2 separate regions of the Mus musculus genome follow, and region 1 is linked to region 2. The links are chromatin contacts, called in public Hi-C maps. All regions are on one chromosome and are shown on one strand. Each heading gives the region's core, a stretch centred on a gene start, on an enhancer-like site or on the middle of the called end of the contact. The rest is flanking DNA. Distances are from core to core; before and after follow the strand shown.

Region 1 (5,347 bases), core at 2,538-5,037, 160 kb before region 2:
CAAGAGCCAGAAGGGCACTTTAAACAGACTATTTCAGATAAACTGTTACAAAGTTACTTTACCCTTTTATCTCATTAGAGTGAGGGAAATATTGCCTACCTCCTTTCCCTCTGGAGGATATGATATTTCCCTGTCTATTGCACACTGGGAGTGGTGGGTGTGTCAGCTCTCTCTCATAGGCTACTATAGAACTCTGCCCTCCAGGAGCATTGCTTCAGTGGAAAGATGACACCAGTGTCAGGCTGGGAAAGGCTGTCCTCCATTTCAACACTCTGCACCTGCCAAAGCAAGAGCTGGCTCAGCCTCTTAACGTGGCTGCCCTTCCAGCGTTACACTGCACTGTGGATGTGTAGATCATGGCAGTGCCTATGTGTAGATAAAGGGGGTGCCCTGTTCTTGAGTCCTGGCTTCTGTAGGCTTCTGTAGTATACACATACACACACACACATACACACACACACACACACACACACACATATATATATATATATATATATATATATATATATATATACTTAAATATATTATTTCAAATATTTTTAAAATTTTAAATTTATTTTTCAAATTTAAATTTTATTTTTAATTTTTAATATATATATTATATATTTATTTATATTTAAATATATTATATATTATATGTTAATGTCTATATGAATATTTTTCATGTATGTAGGTCACACATGCTGGGCGTGGTGGCACATGACTTTAATCCCAGCACTCGGGAGGCAGAGGCAGACAGATTTCTGAGTTCGAGCCAGCCTGGTCTACAAAGTGAGTTCCAGGACAGACAGGGCTACACAGAGAAACACTGTCTCGAAAAACCAAAAAAACAAAAAAAACAAAAAAAACAAAAAGAAGAGGGTCACACATACATGGCAACACAGTACAACTTGCTGGTCTATGTTCTTACCTTCAACTACATGGGCCCCAGGGATTAAAGTCAAATCATTAAGGTTAGCATCTCATTCTTTTACCTACTAAGTCTCCTCGACAGCCTGGGTTGGGTTTTATTTCACTTTCAGTTATAGTCCATCACAGGGGGAAGTCAGGGCAAGAACCCAGAGGCAGGAACAGAATCAGAGGCCATGGAGGAACTCTGCTTACTGGCTTATTCCCCATGGTCTGCTCAGTTTGCTTTCTATACCATGCAGGACCACCTGGCTGGGAGTGGTACCACCCACAGTGGGCTAGGCCCTTTTGACATCAGTCACCAAGAAAATGCCTAACACACTTGCCTACAGACAATATGACAGAGGCTTTTCCTCATTGACATAAAACAAAACAAAACAGAAAACTAGCCAGCCTACATAACTAGTAGAGTAGAACAACTCTATTAACTGAAATACCCGAGTTTGGGGGGGTTTTAGGGGTTTTTTGGCTTTTTTTTTTCAGCTTTCCCATGACTCATCAAATCTGTCAGTGCCTCTTTTGTTTTCTCTTATACACTCCCCTCCTGCTCCTCTCCCTAACTCCTCCCATAGGCATCCTCCATTTCTCCGTCCCTCCATTGTTTTATAACCCATAGAGTTATTTTTGTGGTACCCACATATTTGTTGGGTGTGGGGCCATCTACTGGAATGTCATGAACCTTCCTTAAAGAAAACTCACTCCAGGAGGCAGAGGAAAGCAGGCATCCTGGAGTTTGCAGTCAGCCTGGTCTACATTGTGAATTCCAGGACACCCTAGCTCAACAAAATAAAACAAAACAAAATCTTGATCTTCCCAGGTCTTACCCAGGCCCCCACAGCTGCTTTGAGTCCATGAGCTCCGTGGGCCTGGCATGTCCAGAAGACATCGTTTTGCTCTGGTCCTCCCAAGTTTTTGGCTCTTAAAATCTTTGCACCCCCTCTGCTTGATGGCCCCTGGGCCTTAGCAAGTGTGTGTGATGTTAAAGGTCTCATCTGTAGCTGAGAGTCCCACGGATGTTTAGCTGTACTCTGACTGGTTGTGGTTCCCCTTTTCTCTCCTTCTTTTTCTTTTCTCTTATTTACTTTTGAGACAGAGTCTTTCTGTGTAGCGCTGGCTGTCCTGGAAATCTCTATGTAGAACAGGTTGTCCTCAAACTCCAGAGATTCACCTGCTCCTGCCTCCTAAGTGCTGGGATCAAATTCATGCACAACAATGCCTGGATAGTTTTGAGTTAATCAACCATCCATTGTACAAAGAAATGTCCCTTAAGAGGTCTAAGGGCTACTCTAATCTATGGGTAGGGACATATGATTTTAGAAGGGCCCTTCAGTACTCTGTTTATCTGACAGTATAGTAGTAGTTGGTTCACCATCATGTTATGTGGGTGATGTAGTCTAGTGCTGCAGATGGGGATGGAGAGATGACTCGGTAGCTAAGTCATGCTGATCTTGTAGAGGACCTAGGTTCAATTCCCAGTACCCACATGGAGACTCACAATTGTCTGTAACTCCAGTTCCAGGGATCTGATGCTTTCTGCTCTCCTCAGGCATACTTGTACACATACATCCATGCATGCAAGCACTTATATACATAAAATTAGTCTTTTTTAAATAAAAAAAAAGGATACATAAATAAGTGATGGAACTCTGCGTCCCCGTCCTTGAGGGCTCCTGTGTGATAGGGAAGCATTCGGGAAGGGATAACATCTTATCTGCTGTGCATGCTGTGAAGATAGTCTAGCCGAGTAAAGGCCGGAGTGACCCAGAGAAGCCTGAACGGCTTTTCTGGGCAGACAGCCTCTGAGCAAAGGCCAGAATAAAGTCACTGTGTGCATAGCTAAGGGAAGGACTTTGAATCCATGGAATAGCAGATTCAAAGGAGGGCACTAGAGTCTGCTCAAGGAGCCTGTGGAGGCTGAGGTAGAAGTGGAGGTGGCTGGGTAGAGGCAGCAAAGAGAGTATAGGAAATGATCTCAGAGAAATGGCCAGAGGCTGGGTGATTTTAGGCCTTTCCAAGTTTAAGTCAAATGTTTGCGTTTGAACTTTAAGGGAGGTGGGAGCCAATGGAAGGATTTATGTTTACAAGAATCACTGTGACCTGCTGTGTTGAGAAGACTGTAGCAGGCAGGCCTAAAGCTGGGAGCACATTTAGGAGTTACAGTCCTATTCCAAATGAGAGATGGTAGGCACTAGAACTTATTGGTGCACTACTAAATAATGCAGGATCCCTGAGAATGGGGAGAATCCTGGACTGATTGCCACATTAAAGTTCTCCCACTGCTGAGACAGGGCTCCCAGTGCCCTACCAGCTGTGGGAAAAGCTGTGCATATATCAATGTTGATGAGCTGGGGCAAGTTCAGTCCTGCACATAGCTGATGGCACTTGGTGTGTTTAGCATTCGTGGCCAGGCTTTTCTCCACGCTGTAGAGCAGAGGGAACCTCTACTACCTTTTAAAGAGAGGACAGGGAAAATGTTATCAGTGGGGGAGAGGGGGAGAGTCATCTTGCCAAGCCCTTTGTGTTGGAGTGTTGCAGAACGAGCCTCGCTGCTGCAGGCTTCAGTAGAGCTTGGGACTCTCAGACCCTGTGAGAGTGGAGAGCAGCCCAAACCTCCCTTCCAGCAAACAGGAAGCTGGTTTGAGTTAAGAACATAAAATAAAAACCAGCTGATGCCCCTGAATGTTTTCCTCTGCTCCTCCTCTTCAGAGAGTCAAAGGAAACTGCTCCCACTCCTTTGGATGACTACTTTAGAAAGCCAGAAGAAAGAAAAAAAAAAAAAAACCAAACCCATAAATCCTTTGAAAACAAGCCAAGATTTCAGCCCATGCAAACTTCTGCTTGTGGGATTTTCCTAGCCAGGAAGTATGTTCCTCTGTGCAAAGCCCTGAGAGGAAAGTGACAAAACCCAAAGATTGCCGTAGTTGGGCCTGGGCCTCAGCCTGGCGGGAAGAAGTGTGTGGCGGTTTCCCATGCTTAATCTCCCGGCACATGTGGAGGTCATGCGGTGGACAGAGTGGATGTGGCTAGAAGTAAAAGAAACATACAGAGTGTGTCACAGCATGTGCTGCGATCACGGATTGTTTATGAAAATTGTACTTCAGCTTTGTTTGCCTGTACACATACATGTATATACACACTGGACCACAGTATAAAGCATGTTTCTTACTATGACTAGATCATGGTAAAAATGGTTTTCTTACTATGAAAACTGTTCTTCAGGGTATGCTTAAATCAAACCGAATCTTTCTGCTTTGCTTGTTGAAAGTTGCAAACTACTTTTAATATTCTCTATAGAACTGGATTCTCTACCCACAGAACACCTACTCACATTCCTATGAGAGGGAAGGGCAGCCAAGAACCAGCAGACTTGGTCTTTGGGACTAACACTGAACGATAGGGAGGTAAGGGATTGTACACATTTGAATCTAAAGGATTTGCTTCGAATTATATTGGTGTGATGAGAACTGGAGGTTTGTAGCTCATTGTACTTGATTTGATGACCTCTGTATTCATCAAACATAGTGGCTTCAGACTCCTCTCCCCTCCCTCCCTCCCTTCCTCCCTCTCTCTCTCTGTCTCTGTCTCTCTGCCTCTCTGTCTGTCTGTCTCATCTATGTCTTAGGCAGTAAGGACAATAGCTATGCTCCTGAACACCCCTACACCCCTTCCTCTGGTCCAGTTAAAGGCTCAGTGTCAAGACCCTGATCCGGGATAACTGAAGGCAGTAGACTCCAGAGGGTAAGCTTGTACTCTGTAGTCAGTACCAATTGACTGGAGCCAGTAAGGCTTTAGACTGAGAAAGAAATGGAATGAGGCAGAAATTCGGACTTGCTGTCCAGAATGTCTAGCACAGGCAGGCTAACATTAGGTCTGATGGTGCAGCTGGGTGGTGGGTAAGTGAGCAGCATGGAGCTTGGCCTGACGCACTGTAACTAAACCACCGGTGTGGTGCGTAAGCACATGTTGCAGTTCCTGGTCCATAGCACAAAGAAGCATTCCCACCTAATTCAATGGCCTTGGAGGTTTCATTTTTTTGCTGTTGTTACTGTTATATTTAGTTGTGTGCATGTGTACATATGTGTGTGGTCAGAGGAGCTAAGCGGGACCTCTGGGGCACTTTCAACTCTTCCCTGTTTGAGGGCAGTAAGAGAAGACACATCCAGAACTATGCCAGGTGATTGTGGGCTTCCCACTCTAGACGCTGGCCTGTCACAGTCACTCCTCCTGGCGCTGCATATGGTTTATCCACTCCTGGACCCTCCAAGACTATCCAGGTCAGAGGCTTCATAGGAGAGGACGCTCTGTTTACATGGGCTCCTCGCCCTAAATCAAGGAAGAACAAGGACATCCCCAAGGGAAGGCTCATGCAGGAAGTGCAGACAGCCCTGGAGGGAACTAGAGCTGGAGTGACCAGAAAAACTGTGTGACAAGGAGTGCC
Region 2 (5,505 bases), core at 595-3,094:
CCTAATTATGCATAGGTACCGTGAGGCCCATGGCACGTACAGGAGGAAATGGTGGGACTGCTGTGTATCTGCCACCAGTACATTTTAAAATGCTATACTCTTATTGCTCTAAGCTTAAAAGTTCTCTCTTCACTCCTGTAATATTATCCTGATAATTCACAACTGCGACTACCAAGACCTTAATGTACCACCTGCTTGCCATTTATTTTGTTTTTGTTTCCTAGGTTTTGTTGCTGTTCTTATTGCTGTTGTTTTGAAGACGGTCTTTTGTTGTCTAGTCAGGGTTATCCTAGATTGCGTTATGTAGCCCAGGCTGGCCTGGAAGGCAAAATAACCATGATCCAGCTTCCCCAGTCCTTGGATTACAGGCAAGCACCATCTCAACTAGCCCTTTGCATCTGTCAGTTACTGTAATATTTCTAGGTTCATTTCTGAGTTAACATATTCAACACTGTTTTCAGCTAATTTAAAAGCATTACATGAAATAATTTCAACATTATTTTCCCCCTCTCTTCGTTCACATTTCAAACTACAGTGTATTGCCTTTGTTGAGTTCATTCACAGTGTATCTACAGGCCTGGATTTAACATATTTCTTGTAGTGACAACTTTTCTATTTTTTTGGAACTCTTTAGGTCACAGGAGGGGAAAAAAAGGAGGTCATACCTAAAAGAAATGGCATGTCCCCAAGACAGATGCAGTTTTCTGAACACCTGTTGAACATCAAATGATGATGAGTGTTCTAATTCCAAAACTCAGGATCCAGATCTTAAATGTTCAGTCACTTTGCTTCGTCTGATAAGGATTTGAACGTCGATTCTTCCCAAAGATAGGGAAATAGACGCCTCATTTAAAAAGCAGTCCGTTTCATTGTAAATTATTTCTCATCGAGTCACTCTAGAGGAAGCTGTGTGGTTGGAACTGCAGGGCAAGCCGGTTATTGCTTCCGGAGACAGAGTGACCGTGACAAATATTTTCAGTTTGTCAAGGGTGAAGAAATGGAAACTAGCAAACAGTAACCTGACACTCCCCTTCAGTCCACAGGCTGGTGAGGCAGCTACACTGTAGGCTAACTTCCTATAGACCATAAAGCTGGATGATAGCAGCCCCGCCGCTGTGGCGGAACGTGGCACCTAGGGCATGGCAATACTCCTACTGTGGCATTCACTCATTCATTCATTCGTTCGTTCGTTCATTCATTCTCACTGTGCTGGAAGGTTACCTCTCCACCTAGGAGCCGCATTCCTTCATTATCACTTTCAGCACTAGGTTGCACTAATGATGAGCCTTGCCTTCTCTCCCTTTCCTGCACTCCCAGGCCAGGGTGACAGGCTCAAGGAAGGCCTTGGCAACAGCAAGGAAGGGGCTCGCAGCGCGCTGGGGGCCGGTCTCAGGGGAGGGAGCCTTGGGAAACGGGACCCGGGAAGGCGACGGGCCACCAAGCTCGGAGTGTAACCTGAGGGCAGGCCGTGCGCTAGCGGAGGGGTAGCGAGCCGACGAGGCAAATTACCTGATGAACGTGGTCTTGCCCGTGCTGTACTGGCCCACCAGCAGGATCATGGGCTTGTTTTCGAAGTCGGCGTCCTCCAGCGCTGGCGAGTGAAACTCGTGGAAGCGGTACGCCTCCTCCAGCGGCAGCACCTTGCGCTGGTACAGAGAGCGCAGGCCGCCCGTCACCGTCTGCACCGCGTCCATGCCGCCCGAGCGCTCGCGCCCGCCAGCCTGCCGCCCCATCCAGCTGAACATGCTGCCGCCCCACAACTTGCCGCCGCCGCCGCCGCACTTCAGTAAGAACCCCAGAACCCGCGTCGCTCGCTCTCTGTGCCCGACAGTAGCTCTCGCCGCCGCCCGCTCCTGGGTCCGCCCCCTGCCGCAACGACCAATCATCAGCCGCTGCGTCACGGGCGCGCGCTCATTATTCAGCAGCGATCTCAGGTCCTTCCTCATTGGGCGTTTGCCAGCGACTGGGTGGAAGCTCTAGCCAATGGAAAGGCGATCCTTGAATTATTGATGACGGCATCGGTCTAGAGGGCTGATCCCGGAGAGGGTGTAGTCCAGGCGGGGTGACACAGGCGCGTCTACCCGGGTACATCCTTCTGGCCAGGTGGCGTTGGCTTCCGGGCAAGTCTGAGCTGGCAAGAATGAACCACCGGAGGCTGTCCTCCTGGAACTCGACTCATCCCAAGTCTCCGGACGTGGATACTGGGGACAGAAAACTCAGAAAGTTGACAGACAAGTTCCTTTTCCTGGGGCAGGTTATTGCCCTGTTTACTACTGTCGAAGATACTCAGGCTCACCGATATAATTGGCAAAAATTGGAGAGAAAATGGACTTCAATCTATTTGCGCAGACACTTCTGCCTCCATTCAACTCTGGATCAATTAAAGGCCTCTTTCTGCTAGACACTAGTAGAAATAATTGACCATCACCTGTGTATCCTAAGCGAGAAATAGTGTTAGCGCATTTTCAGTGTGGCCAATGAGGCCAGCTGCATAGGAATAACCCAAGAGGCTTGTTAAAATGCAGGTCTCTAGTTCTTGATACAGACCCACCAAATAAAATGTTGAGAGATGCAGCTCAACAAATGCCTGCAGATGATTCTTGTCTGCATAAAGTTTGGAGAAAGATTGTGTGGGAATGACTTCTTGAACTTGGTGGAAATGCAGAGCTGATTCAGCAAGTAGTTGTAAAATTGCATTTTAAAGATCGTTCAGGTGTTGCCAGTGCAGCAAGGGTGGTTTTGTTGTTGGTGGTGGTGGTGGTGGGGTTTGGTTTGGTTTGGGTTTTTTATTTATTTGTTTATTTTTATTTTATTTTATTTTATTTTACTTTTATTTTGATTTTTCAAGACAGGGTTTCTCTGTGTAGCCATGGCTGTCCTGGAACTCATCTGTAGACCAGGCTGGCCTCGAACTCAGAAATCGGCCTGCCTGTGCCTGTGCCTCTGCCTCTGCCTCTCTGCCTCTCTGCCTCTCTGCCTCTCTGTCTCTCTCTGCCTCTCTGTCTTTCTCTGCCTCTCTGTCTCTCTCTGCCTCTCTGTCTCTCTCTGCCTCTCTCTCTCTGCCTCTCTCTCTCTCTCTGCCTCTCTGTCTCTCTCTGCCTCTCTCTCTCTCTGCCTCTCTCTCTCTGCCTCTCTCTCTGCCCCTCTCTCTCTCTCTCTGCCCCTCTCTCTCTGCCCCTCTCTCTCTGTCTCTCTCTCTCTCTGCCTCTCTGCTTCTCTGCCTCTCTGCCTCTCTGCCTCTCTGCCTCTCTGCCTCTCTGCCTCTGCCTCTCTGCCTCTGCCTCCCAAGTGCTGGGATTAAAGGCATGCACCGCCACTGCAGGGCATCAAGGGTGTTTATGACAGCTTTGTTCGTCACTAAAACTTGGAAACAACCAAGATGGCCTTTAGTAGGAGAATCACTAAACTATGTATATCCAGACCAAAAGCTGCTGTCTCTAGGAGGTGAACTTATTAGTGAAGTTTCTAGCTACAAGAACCAGATATATCTACATGCTAGAAACAACAATTGGACATTCAAGTAGAAAATCTGCATGCCTTGGAATAGCACCCAAACAAAGAGATGTTTAGTGCTAAATCTAAATAAAATGTACCAGATCTATATGCTGAGAATCAAAATATATTTCTAAGAGAAATGGAGACCTGAACATACTGCCCATACCTACCCTGTTCGTGGACCAGAAGACTCAACATTAAGATACAAAATTTTCCCCAATTCGTTTAATGCAATCCTCAGCAGGTTTTTGTTTTAGTCAGACTTAACAAAATGATTCTCAATTTCACATGATGGATGTGAAGTTCCCAGAATAAATACAACAATGTAAAATATAACAAAAATGGAATTCTTATATTACCTAATTTCAAGACTAATAAAGCTTTGAAAATCAAGACCCGGTGGTATTAATGCAAAAATTATCTAATGAACATAAACTAATGATATTTCAGCCACAGGCAACAAGTTTTTGTAAGTTTATCTTGACTTATGACATGTTTTAGTTTGTATGAGTACACTCCATGGTGTTTACACAATGCCTAACAATGCATTTCTCAGAACACATCATCATTACCTGTGATGAACGAATATATCGATGGAACAGAGTCCGAAAAGAGGCCTACACATACATAGTCAACTGATTTTTAACACAATAGATAATTTAGTGGATAATTCAAAATGTGTTTGTTTTTCATTTTGGAGCAGAGTCTTATACAACCAAGCTGGCCTCAAACTCACTAGACACCTGCAAATGACCCTGAACGCCTCTGCATTCTGCCTCCATCTCCCAAGTGCTGGGATTACAGGCATATGCCGCTGAGACTGGCTAAGCAAATCTTTTATAGAATCAGTTTAGAATGTTAGAAACGTCACATGCATGAAGCAGTGGGTTCTATCTGCACTACCGACAACAAAAAACACTATCCACATATAGTTCGAGAACAGTAGGATTTCTGTATACAGAAACATGAATTATGGAGGGTTGTAAACCACCAGTGGGTGCTGGGAATTGAACCCAGGTACTCTGCAAGAGTAACCAATGCTCTTAACTAGACCCCCAAATTATGTGCTTTTAATACATACAGTTGATTATATGTCAACCATTCTTTAATGAGTTGCAAAATATTCATATATTTTTGACTCGGGAATTTCATTTTGAAGAAACTATCCTGGAGTTATTTACCCAGAGGAATAATGAATATAAAACTTTATCTGAGAATATGGTTATTATCATTTAGAATACTGTAAAGCTGCAACTAGCTCTCTCCTCACAAATTTAAACAAACAGCGGTTTCCTATGCAGTACCTGAACATTGTATTATATAAGAAGAATTTTGGATTTGGATTGTAGCTCAGTGGTGGAGTGTTTGCTGAGCATGTATGAAGCTCTGGACTTCATGACCACCTGGGCTATGAGACTCTGTCTAAAACAATAAAATAACCAGAGACTTGAAAGATGTCTCAGTGATTAAGAGCACTGACTGTCCTCGCAGACAATGCTGGTTTGATTCCTAGCACTCGGATGGTGGCTCATAACCATTTGTAACTGCAGTTCCTGGGGGATTTGATGCCCTCTTCTGGCCTCAAAGGGCACTGCATGTATGTGGTTTATAGACATATAGGAAAACACCCATACAGATAAAAAAATATTTTTTTAAAGTGGAAAAGATAGATTAGAGAAGCAAATACACATGCAATTATAGAAGACAGCATGGTAGTTACTCAGAAAAATATGAGTGGAATTACTATAATATATAATTAGTATAATATAACTATACATCCAAAGGGATGTAAAACAGGGTCTCAAGGAGGCATGTGCACATCCATGATCACATCCATGATCACAGCCGCATTATCTACATTTGCCAAGAGGCAAAAGCAACTTGAATGTTCATGTATGCGATGTGGAGAGCACAGTGTGGTGGTTGTTATTATTTAGCCCTGCCACATGGGGCAGCATGGGTGAATCTTTGGAGCTATCCCGTGGTGAAGAAGCCAGCCTCAGAGAGGTG

What was found. A called contact is a pair of places that touch in the nucleus more often than the background predicts.
Region 1: a contact with region 2 is called in a Hi-C map of beige adipocytes, with 2.8 times the contacts expected there. The contact joins the enhancer-like site here to the promoter of Ehd4 in region 2. A contact is called at or near these places in 2 of 484 Hi-C or Micro-C datasets (beige adipocytes and embryonic fibroblasts), 5 of 115 datasets of contacts at active chromatin or transcription factors (embryonic stem cells and large pre-B cells) and 1 of 9 other capture datasets (embryonic stem cells).

The regions. Positions count from the first base shown.
Region 1 is chr2:119,992,319-119,997,665 of GRCm38.p6, forward strand. The region is part of intron 1 of Mapkbp1 (mitogen-activated protein kinase binding protein 1); the gene reads left to right. Among named protein-coding and RNA genes, the nearest start is that of Mapkbp1, 22 kb to the left of the region's middle. Within about 2 kb of position 3,788, at least 94 of the 459 cell types and tissues checked have an H3K27ac peak or open chromatin away from gene starts, as enhancers often do. A contact at or near this core is called in beige adipocytes and embryonic fibroblasts, where this site is marked.
Region 2 is chr2:120,152,731-120,158,235 of GRCm38.p6, forward strand. It overlaps Ehd4 (EH-domain containing 4), which reads right to left and starts at 1,845. Exons shown (of 6, transcript NM_133838.4): 1 at 1,510-1,845. The coding sequence starts at 1,745.